Linked DNA regions of Mus musculus: region 1 is linked to region 2. The links are chromatin contacts, called in public promoter capture Hi-C maps. All regions are on one chromosome and are shown on one strand. The core of a region is the stretch at or near the end of the contact, and the rest is flanking DNA. Distances in the headings are between cores, read along the strand shown. Region 1 holds the start of Pitpnm3 (PITPNM family member 3). Region 2 holds the start of Atp2a3 (ATPase, Ca++ transporting, ubiquitous).

Region 1 (3,938 bases), core at 41-2,540, 830 kb after region 2:
GAGACAGTCATAGCTAAAACTAAGATGGAGAATCTTTGTCAAAGCATGCTAGCTAGCTGTCGTGAGTGAAGGCACGTTGTTCGGTCTGCACAGAGGACCCTAGGAAAGCCTGGTTTGGTAGATGAGGCATCAGAAAGCAGGGAGAGGTCCATGAGTAGGCGATACAGACTTCCTTTCGCTGAGGTGAAGAACTTTGTTGCTGCTAGCTCTGTGCAAAAGTTTCGGGAAGACTCTTGCCTGAGGCTGAGCCTTTGATAGACTAAAGAGGGAGTGTAAGGCTGATTAACCTGGATAGGCTGAAGGAGTCAAAGCCCAGAAATGGGTGTGTCCCGTAGAGGCCCCTTGTGTGCTTTGTTTCTATGGGGCAGTGGATGGGGCACTTAAGTCCTGGCTGGCCTAGGGGTGGAACTGTCTAGTGCCCAGTGTGGGTGCTTGGCTGCAGACTGTGGGAGAAAAACAGGCTTCAGGGAAGGCCCAACAGTCCTCTAAGGAGCCTAGCCCTCACCCTAACCGTCAGCAGGGAGGAAGTGGCCTCGCCTGGAACTGAGCTAGGGAGCCGACTGCTCTCTCCAGGACCCTACCTTCTAGGCCCCATCTAAAACGACTGACCATCTCCTGTGGATCCCCTGACTGCAGTGGGCAGAAACCACAATTTAAATGTCTCAGGAGGCCCGCTAATTAGAATGTCAGCACTTCTGTGAGAAAGTGTTAGGGGGACACACTGCTTTCTGCCAGGCTCCCCACAAACTCTGCTTAGCGTTTACTGGCAGGTGGGGTTTGCAGGTTTAACGGATCCTTTAGTGCTAAAGGACAAAAGCTTTCCTCTCTTGAGACTAGAGCAGATGCAGGCATCCAGCATCCCTGGAGTTGGGAGCTGATGGAGAAGTCCCCTCTCATCTCTGCGAGACTTCGTTCTAGGTTTCTCAGTCTCCTGGGTCCTGGTCTTCCTTGCTCTCCCTGTCCTCACAGACTCTAGCCAGCTCCGATTTCCTTGAATTTCTCTCTCTCCCAAGGGTGTTTCTGCCCTAGGAGCGCCTCTTTCTGGTGCCTTGTCTCAGGGTCACTGCGCCCCAGGCTCGCAGTCCATGTCTTCATCCCTGCCTGGCCCGCAGCGTCTCCGAGCTGTAATCCGGAGTCTGTCTACGTCTGTCTTTCAGCGAGGGTCGGGGTCTCAGTGGCCGCAATCAGTGGGCTGCGCCTCCCGCGCGCTGCGGTGGCCGCGCGGCTCCGGGCGGGGGTGCGGGCCCGCGGGGGCGGTGTCGGGCGCCTTCCGTCGTCAGTCCCTCCCCGGCGGCGCGGAGGGGGGGCGGCGCGGTCGCCGCTCGGCTCCTTTAAGGGAGCGGGAGGGAGCGGCGAGGCGGCGGCGGTTGCGGTGGAGGCGGCCGAGCGAGCGGGGCGGGGGCGCGGGGCGCGGCGCCCGGAGAGTCCGCTCCGGCCGAAGGCGCCGGGGCCCGGCCGGGAGCGAGCAGCGCCGGCAGCACAGCGGAGCCCGCCGCCCGGGACATGGCCAAGGCGGGCAGCGCAGGTGAGCGCGGCGCGGGGCGCTCGGCGGGTGGCGGGAGGGATCGCTCGGCCCAGGTGAGCCCCCCAACCAGGTGGGCGGAGGCACAGTGACCGCGGCGACCCGCCCGGACCCCGGGGCGTGCATAAGGGGCTCCGCGCGCCCTGCGTCCTTCCCGCGCCCCCAGTCACCTCGTGGGACACCGCATCCCGCTTGCCCCGCTGCACTGGGTCAGGTCCACGGCTCCTCAGTCCAGTCGGCAGTTCGGAGCTGTCGCTGCCCTCCGGGAGACCGGGGGAGTAGACCCCGGCACCGGAACCCAAAGGGGATGTCCCGCGGTCGCTGATCCATCCCACGCCCCAACAAACCAGGACGCGCCCCCTTGTCCTGTCACTCTCTATCTTGGATGCGACAGTCCCCCGCCCCTGCCACCAGCTGGGTTAAGAGACCCAGATTACTGGTCCCGTCGCTGGAGGGGTACACTATGGCTGGGGAGCCTCCCCGCCTCCCACCTGACCCAGAGGCAGAGCCTCAGGTGCCGGGCTAGGCAGGCGGGGCCTCTGTTGGGGTCCCATGGGCTCGGCTCTCCTGCAAGCTCAGAGCTGTAGCCCAAGGATCCCAGGGAGTAGGTGTTAGTCGTCCCTTCATTCATCCAGTCAGGCGTTCATTCACCAGCATCTGCTCTGATGTCAGGCCCTGTGAGTTGGTTAGGACCTGGAGGGGACCAGGTTTAGCCCCGGACTCCCCACTCTGTGCCCTGGACCCCTACAGTGCCCTAAAAGGCCAAGTTGAGGAAAGCCAGTGTTCATAGGGCTGGCCACAAATGGATGAGGCTGGTCTCAACAGTCCTGAGCTTGGGAGCTCTGGCGTGTGAGAATCTGCCATGAACTCACTCCCAGCCTGTGACGTTGGCAGGTGCCATGCCATCCCCGTGGGGCCTGGTGTGAACCCCACTTCTCCACCCATAGGCATGGCAAAGATGGAATGAACATGACCACCTGCCCGCACTCTAGATGTGAGTGCCATTGAACTGCCTGCGACCCTGGGACAGGTCCCAATCCTTGGCATGGACTGGCCTTGTGACTCAGGTGTGGCAGAGGAATCCTGTGAGGGAGAGGCTGTTTGTGTGAGACAGCATAAGCAAATGCATCTAAACACCCCCTTTCCCACTTCCCTCCCCTCCCCTCCCGAGGGAGGCACAGTGAGATGACACCAGGAGGCTGGAAAAGGCTCTCTGCTCCCTTCTTTCTCCTGCCTTGGTCCCTCCCCACCCCTGCTCTTCATAAAGGAAGAGCATGCGTCTCTGCTACCCATTCTACATGTGCTCATGTGTGAGCACAGGTCTGGACGTCCGGATCCAGGTCTCTTGCCAGGGCACCACAGTAGCAAGAGTAGTTAGAGAAATCTCTTCTTGACCTGTGTACCAGGTAACATACTTAAGCCCTTTACTGCCCCATGATTCTGAGAAGTAGGAAGGTACTCCCCTTTTAAAGCCCTTGGAAGCAAATAGCTCCCTGAAGATGGCTGGGAGGGTCTAGGTGAGCCTGGATGCAAGACCAAGGTTTTTTTTGGTTTTGTTTTGTTTTGCTTTTGTTTTTTTGGATGCTAAGGAATCTTTCTACTCCCCTCCTCATTCTGGGAGAAGGGCAGCCCCAGGTCCTATGAATTGGATTGTGGGTCTTTTGGTCCCTAGCTGAGATCCATGGGGAGAGTGCCCTGCAGAAGGTGAAGAAATGGCCAGGCCTCCCAAGACTGCTGCCTGGGGCTGCTCTACAACTTTTCCATTTCACAGTCTCAGTCCTTTCCCTCAGAGCAAGCCAGACTTCCCTCCTCTGTGACCACCTGCCTGGTGCCTCTCTGTCTCTTACTCAGCTGCCACCCCAAGGAGCTCTGCAGATGACCTCTGGCAAGATCTGACCACGCTTCTCAACTCTCCTGGGCAACGTGGCAGCCTGCAAATATCCCTTCTTTTCTTTAGCTACCTTAAACCCAGTGACTTAAGGATGCAGAGTATGGAGGAATGCCTGGCCTCTCTCATCAAGCACATTTACCTTGAATTATATAGCTTATATATAATTCAAGGCCAAGTTCTTCTATTCATAGCTGAGGAAACTGAGGCCCAAGAGAGAAAGATGGCAATTCAGTACCATACACAGACTAAAAGGCAGAAGGATCAGCCCTCCACCCTGAGAGGTGAGAGGAGACTAAAGGGAGGTTGTAGGAAATCTTGCCTGCGAGTGAGGGGGTCTGCTTCCTGATTTGTGTGGGATTTCCTCTGAAAACCGGCCAGTGGTCCGGCTACTTAAGGAGGAGATGGGCTTTGGGTCCTGGCGCTGTTGTAACCGATGCCAGGCTGTATACTCTACAGTTCCACCATCACGTCGTGGTGGTGAATGGTGGTGCTGGAGCGGCACGATGAACATCCTGAGCAGCCAGC
Region 2 (3,943 bases), core at 1,196-3,695:
AGAGTTAGAGCTTTCACTCCTATCTGCTCCACTCCAGAGGCTGAGCAGAGACTGGAAGACACCCAAGCCCCTCCACCCCCACTCCCCAACCCCAACACACAAGCGGAGAGCAGGAGTCAGGGAGAGACAGCTGGTTCCCCTCTGCTCACCTGACAACTTCCAGAGCCCTGGACAGCTTCCTGAGAAACAAGCCAGTGATGGGAGGGGCCCGAAGGTCGGAGGCCCAAAAGAAGCAGCAATAGTTGCTGCCCACACAACCCTAACATCTAGCACAGGTGCCAGCCCTGGAGGACAGAAACTGTGGCTGCCTGATACAGACAGGAAAAACTAAAGAGAGGCCCCAGGACCAAGCCCACCACCAACTGTGACCTTGGCAAGATACTTAAGCTTCTAGTGTCTCATTCACCTCCTTGGTGAGACGGGGAGACAAAGTCCTTACTTCAGAGCTGTTTGGAAGAAGAAATGAGCTAATTGATGAGAAGTTCTGAGAGCTGCTTCTGACACGAAGCAGTTACTCAATGAAGTCAGAGCTTTTACTAGTAACAGCATCAATGCAGAGGCACCTGAAACACCCCTGCCAGTGTTTTCTGCCTGCTCTGTCACATGCCAAGCCAGTATCCTCTCCCATCATCAAACACATACCTACACACCTGAGATCCCCTCACCACGGCACAAGGGAGCTGGGGGCTCCCTCTCTCCCAGTTATCTCTTCTGAACCAATGAAGGCATGAGCCAGAAAAAAGAGTGAACTAGGCCAGAGCCCTCCAGGGACAAGCTCAGTGTGACCTGGGACAGAACTAAAGGCTGAGCCTCCAACATCATATGGGAACCAAGGACCACAGTAACATCAAGTAGGCTGCAGACCCCAGACCCGCCTTCCCCTCCCTCAGGGTTGAAACGGACCCTGCTACCCCTGTCTTTCTTCAGAAAAAGGGCACCCTTACTGCCAAGTCATTAATGGGGGATATTAAATAATATTTATCTCCTAGTTCCTCCCACAGCTCAACTAAATATAGCAACTAATTTTTTTTGAAAAAGGATTTCTGCTCCAGAAAGATAATATTTACATAAGAGGTGGTTTTCATAAACCAATACAAACCCAAAGCATCCCTTCTGACAGCTCTTCCTACTTCCCAGACTGCCTGGAGCAGAGGGACACCCAGGCCAGAGCATGGTTCCTCTGGTACCTGGCAACTCTCAAGGGTGAGGGGCTCTCCAAAAAGATAGAAGTTTGGAGTGGTTGGGCTCTCTCTCTCTCTCTCTCTCTCTCTCTCTCTCTCTCTCTCTCTCTCTCTCTCTCTCTCTCTCTTCCTCCCTCCCTCCCTCCCTCTCTCCCCCTCCCCCCTTTCCTTCAAGCTTACAGGTGCTGTGGCCCTGAGCCAGGAGTGACAGGAGGACATTGCAGGGAACCTCTGATGTCCACACTACACGCTCCTAACAATGTGTGGGGCTCATCTAGACGGGGTCTACTGGCACTGGCCAGGCAAGACTTTGGACAGGAAGGAGAATCCCATGCTCCTTGACAGAGGGGAGGAAGCCATGCCTCTAGTAAACTGAAAGAGTACGTGGGCTACCTCGGTCCCCAGAGATGGGGCAGGCACCATTCCAGATCACCAGCTGGGGAAAAGACTCCTCCAGACCTCCGACCTGCCCCTCCAAGAAGGTGGGTCTTTGCCTCAGCAGTTCAAACCCACATCAACTCCCGGCAGCCACATCCGCTTGGGGTTGCAGAAAGAGGAAGACCTGGGACTGGGGTTAAGAGCACCAAAGCTGACAGCTGACAGGCTGCACCGTCTTGGGCGCCTTAGTGAACCTTCCGGGGAGACATCGGAACCCCCTGATAGGTTGGGCCTCGGAGTCGCTGGCTAGAGGGCCTCAAGCGTCTGCACTTGCAGGGTGTCCGCAGATCGCACAGCAGGTGCGGGCATCCAGTAAGGCTCTGGGATAAAATGGGCTAAGGATTGCAGGGGTGCATCGAGATGGGGAGTGGAGAGCCAAATCCTGCCTCCTCTTCCCCCGAAGGAGACCGGGAGGCCCCACCAGGTGCCCCACGCGCATTTGCAGAGGCTTACTGAGCCCGGCTTCCTGCCGAGTCAGGAGGGGACAACCGGTCCCCACTGCAGGGCAGGAACCCACGCTCACCGTTGGGGCCGTAACGCTCCCGCGCGTCGGTCACCTGCTCCAGGCTCAAGCCGCCCTCGGCTGTCACCGAGAAGCGACGCAGCACGTCGGCAGCGGAGAGCAGGTGCGCCTCCTCCATGCTGCCTGCCCGGCCGTCCGCGACGTCCAGGTCGCTTCTCCTCAAGGCTACTGTGTGGAGTGCTGCGAGCTTGGGGCGGGGCGGGCCCCTCGGGAGGCCATGACCACGCTGGGACCTTCCCCGACGGCAGTGGCTATGGCAGCCCGGGCCCGCGCCAGGATGCTGTGCCCGGGGCTCCGTCCTCTGGGCGGGGCGGCGCGGGACCCGCCCTGCACCCACACCCCTTCCGGCCGCAATAGCAGCCGCCGCCCCGCCCCGCCGAGGGTGGCGGGGGACCGAGTATGCTACCCTCCTGTCCACATACTGAAGCTAGAGCCAGGGAGCCTCGAACTCGGTCTGCAAAGCTGGGGGACCTACTGCTTTCATGTCGCCGCCTCTCTGTGTCCTAGGAGCTCGAGGGTGTTTGTGGTTGTGTCCGGGGGTGTTGCAAATTGCAGTTGTCCGTTTAGTGGCACCCCACTTCCCAGCTCCACCTCTGCACAGAGTCTGGCGGGAAGCCGATGCAGTGCACTGGGGGTCTCTTGCGGAAGAAACAACCTGATGCTTTCTTTCCTCTAGTGCTGAATGTGTGCGCCTTACACGTTCCCAAAGGTCCTGCGACGAGTGTCATTCTTCATACACTCGCATCTCTAAGACCCCAAAAATGGCCCAGTGGGGAAGGAAGGTAAAAAGTACCAGGCTGTTACCTACCAGTCCAGCGTCCCCAACAGGTGAATGGTGCGGTGGGGATTCAGAGAGATCCCCGGGAACTCGAGCGAGGCAGAGGGGTTCCTTGCTTAGGGTGCCTGGCGGGGACTGACCCTGACCGAGGGAGGGACAGGGGAAACTCCCCTATATCAGCACTGTCAGGGAGTGCCAAAGGGTTGCAGGCCTGCGGAGGTGGAAGGCAGAGACCACTCACCTTCCAAAAGGGGGAGCCAAGAGAACAGCTGATCTCATCCCCACTCCTTGGCTCTTGGTTAAGTGCAGCCGCGGAATCACCAAGGCTGCCAGGGTAGTTCCTACCTTTTTGCACCTGGGTCCCAAAGCACCCGTGCACTCTGAAGCTTCCGGCCTGCCTGAGCATGGGCACCCCAGAGTCGAGTATTTTTATCCTGTTTCCACCCCTCTATGCTTTCCAAATATTGACTGGTGAGGACAGGGACAGATTGGGCCTTTTAGTGGCTTTGGAAAGGCTGTCCAGACTCTATGACATCAGCTGGGTCTCAGCTGCTGTAGGGATAAAGGAATGTTACTTTTATGGCCGTGTCTCCTTCCAGCTGACATTTTAGTTGTTTACTTGGGATTTTTCTAAGACGAGGTCTTGTTATGTAGTCCAGGCTTTCTTCAAAGTCTTGGCCATCCTCCTGCCTCAGCTTCCAGAGTGCTAGGATTACAAGTTATGCTACCATACTCTGACATTTTAAGCTTCAACTCCAACATCTCCAGGTATCTTCCTCCTTCCCTTTCCCTCTGACCAGGACAGGACACAGACAGCCTCTCTTCATTTGTAAGTTGCTAGGAAACTTGGTAGGACTCTGCTGGAGACAGAGCCACCCAGGGATACTTTCCCACTGGAGACCTCCCTCCCCGACACATGGAGATATAGACATTCAAGCAGCAATCACCCTGCACCCTCCCAAGCACACACATCCTGGGGGCTTATACCTCCTCTGCCAACCTCAGGGGACATCAGCCCTAGCC

The links. Promoter capture Hi-C pulls out the DNA fragments that hold promoters and counts their contacts.
Region 1: a promoter capture Hi-C map of embryonic stem cells shows a contact between it and region 2. The contact joins the promoter of Pitpnm3 here to the promoter of Atp2a3 in region 2. A contact is called at or near these places in 4 of 39 promoter capture datasets (embryonic stem cells and liver).

What each region holds. Positions count from the first base shown.
Region 1 is chr11:72,133,241-72,137,178 of GRCm38.p6, reverse strand. It overlaps Pitpnm3 (PITPNM family member 3), which reads left to right and starts at 1,290. Exons shown (of 20, transcript NM_001024927.2): 1 at 1,290-1,525. The coding sequence starts at 1,504.
Region 2 is chr11:72,959,671-72,963,613 of GRCm38.p6, reverse strand. It overlaps Atp2a3 (ATPase, Ca++ transporting, ubiquitous), which reads right to left and starts at 2,445. Exons shown (of 22, transcript NM_016745.3): 1 at 2,143-2,445. The coding sequence starts at 2,260.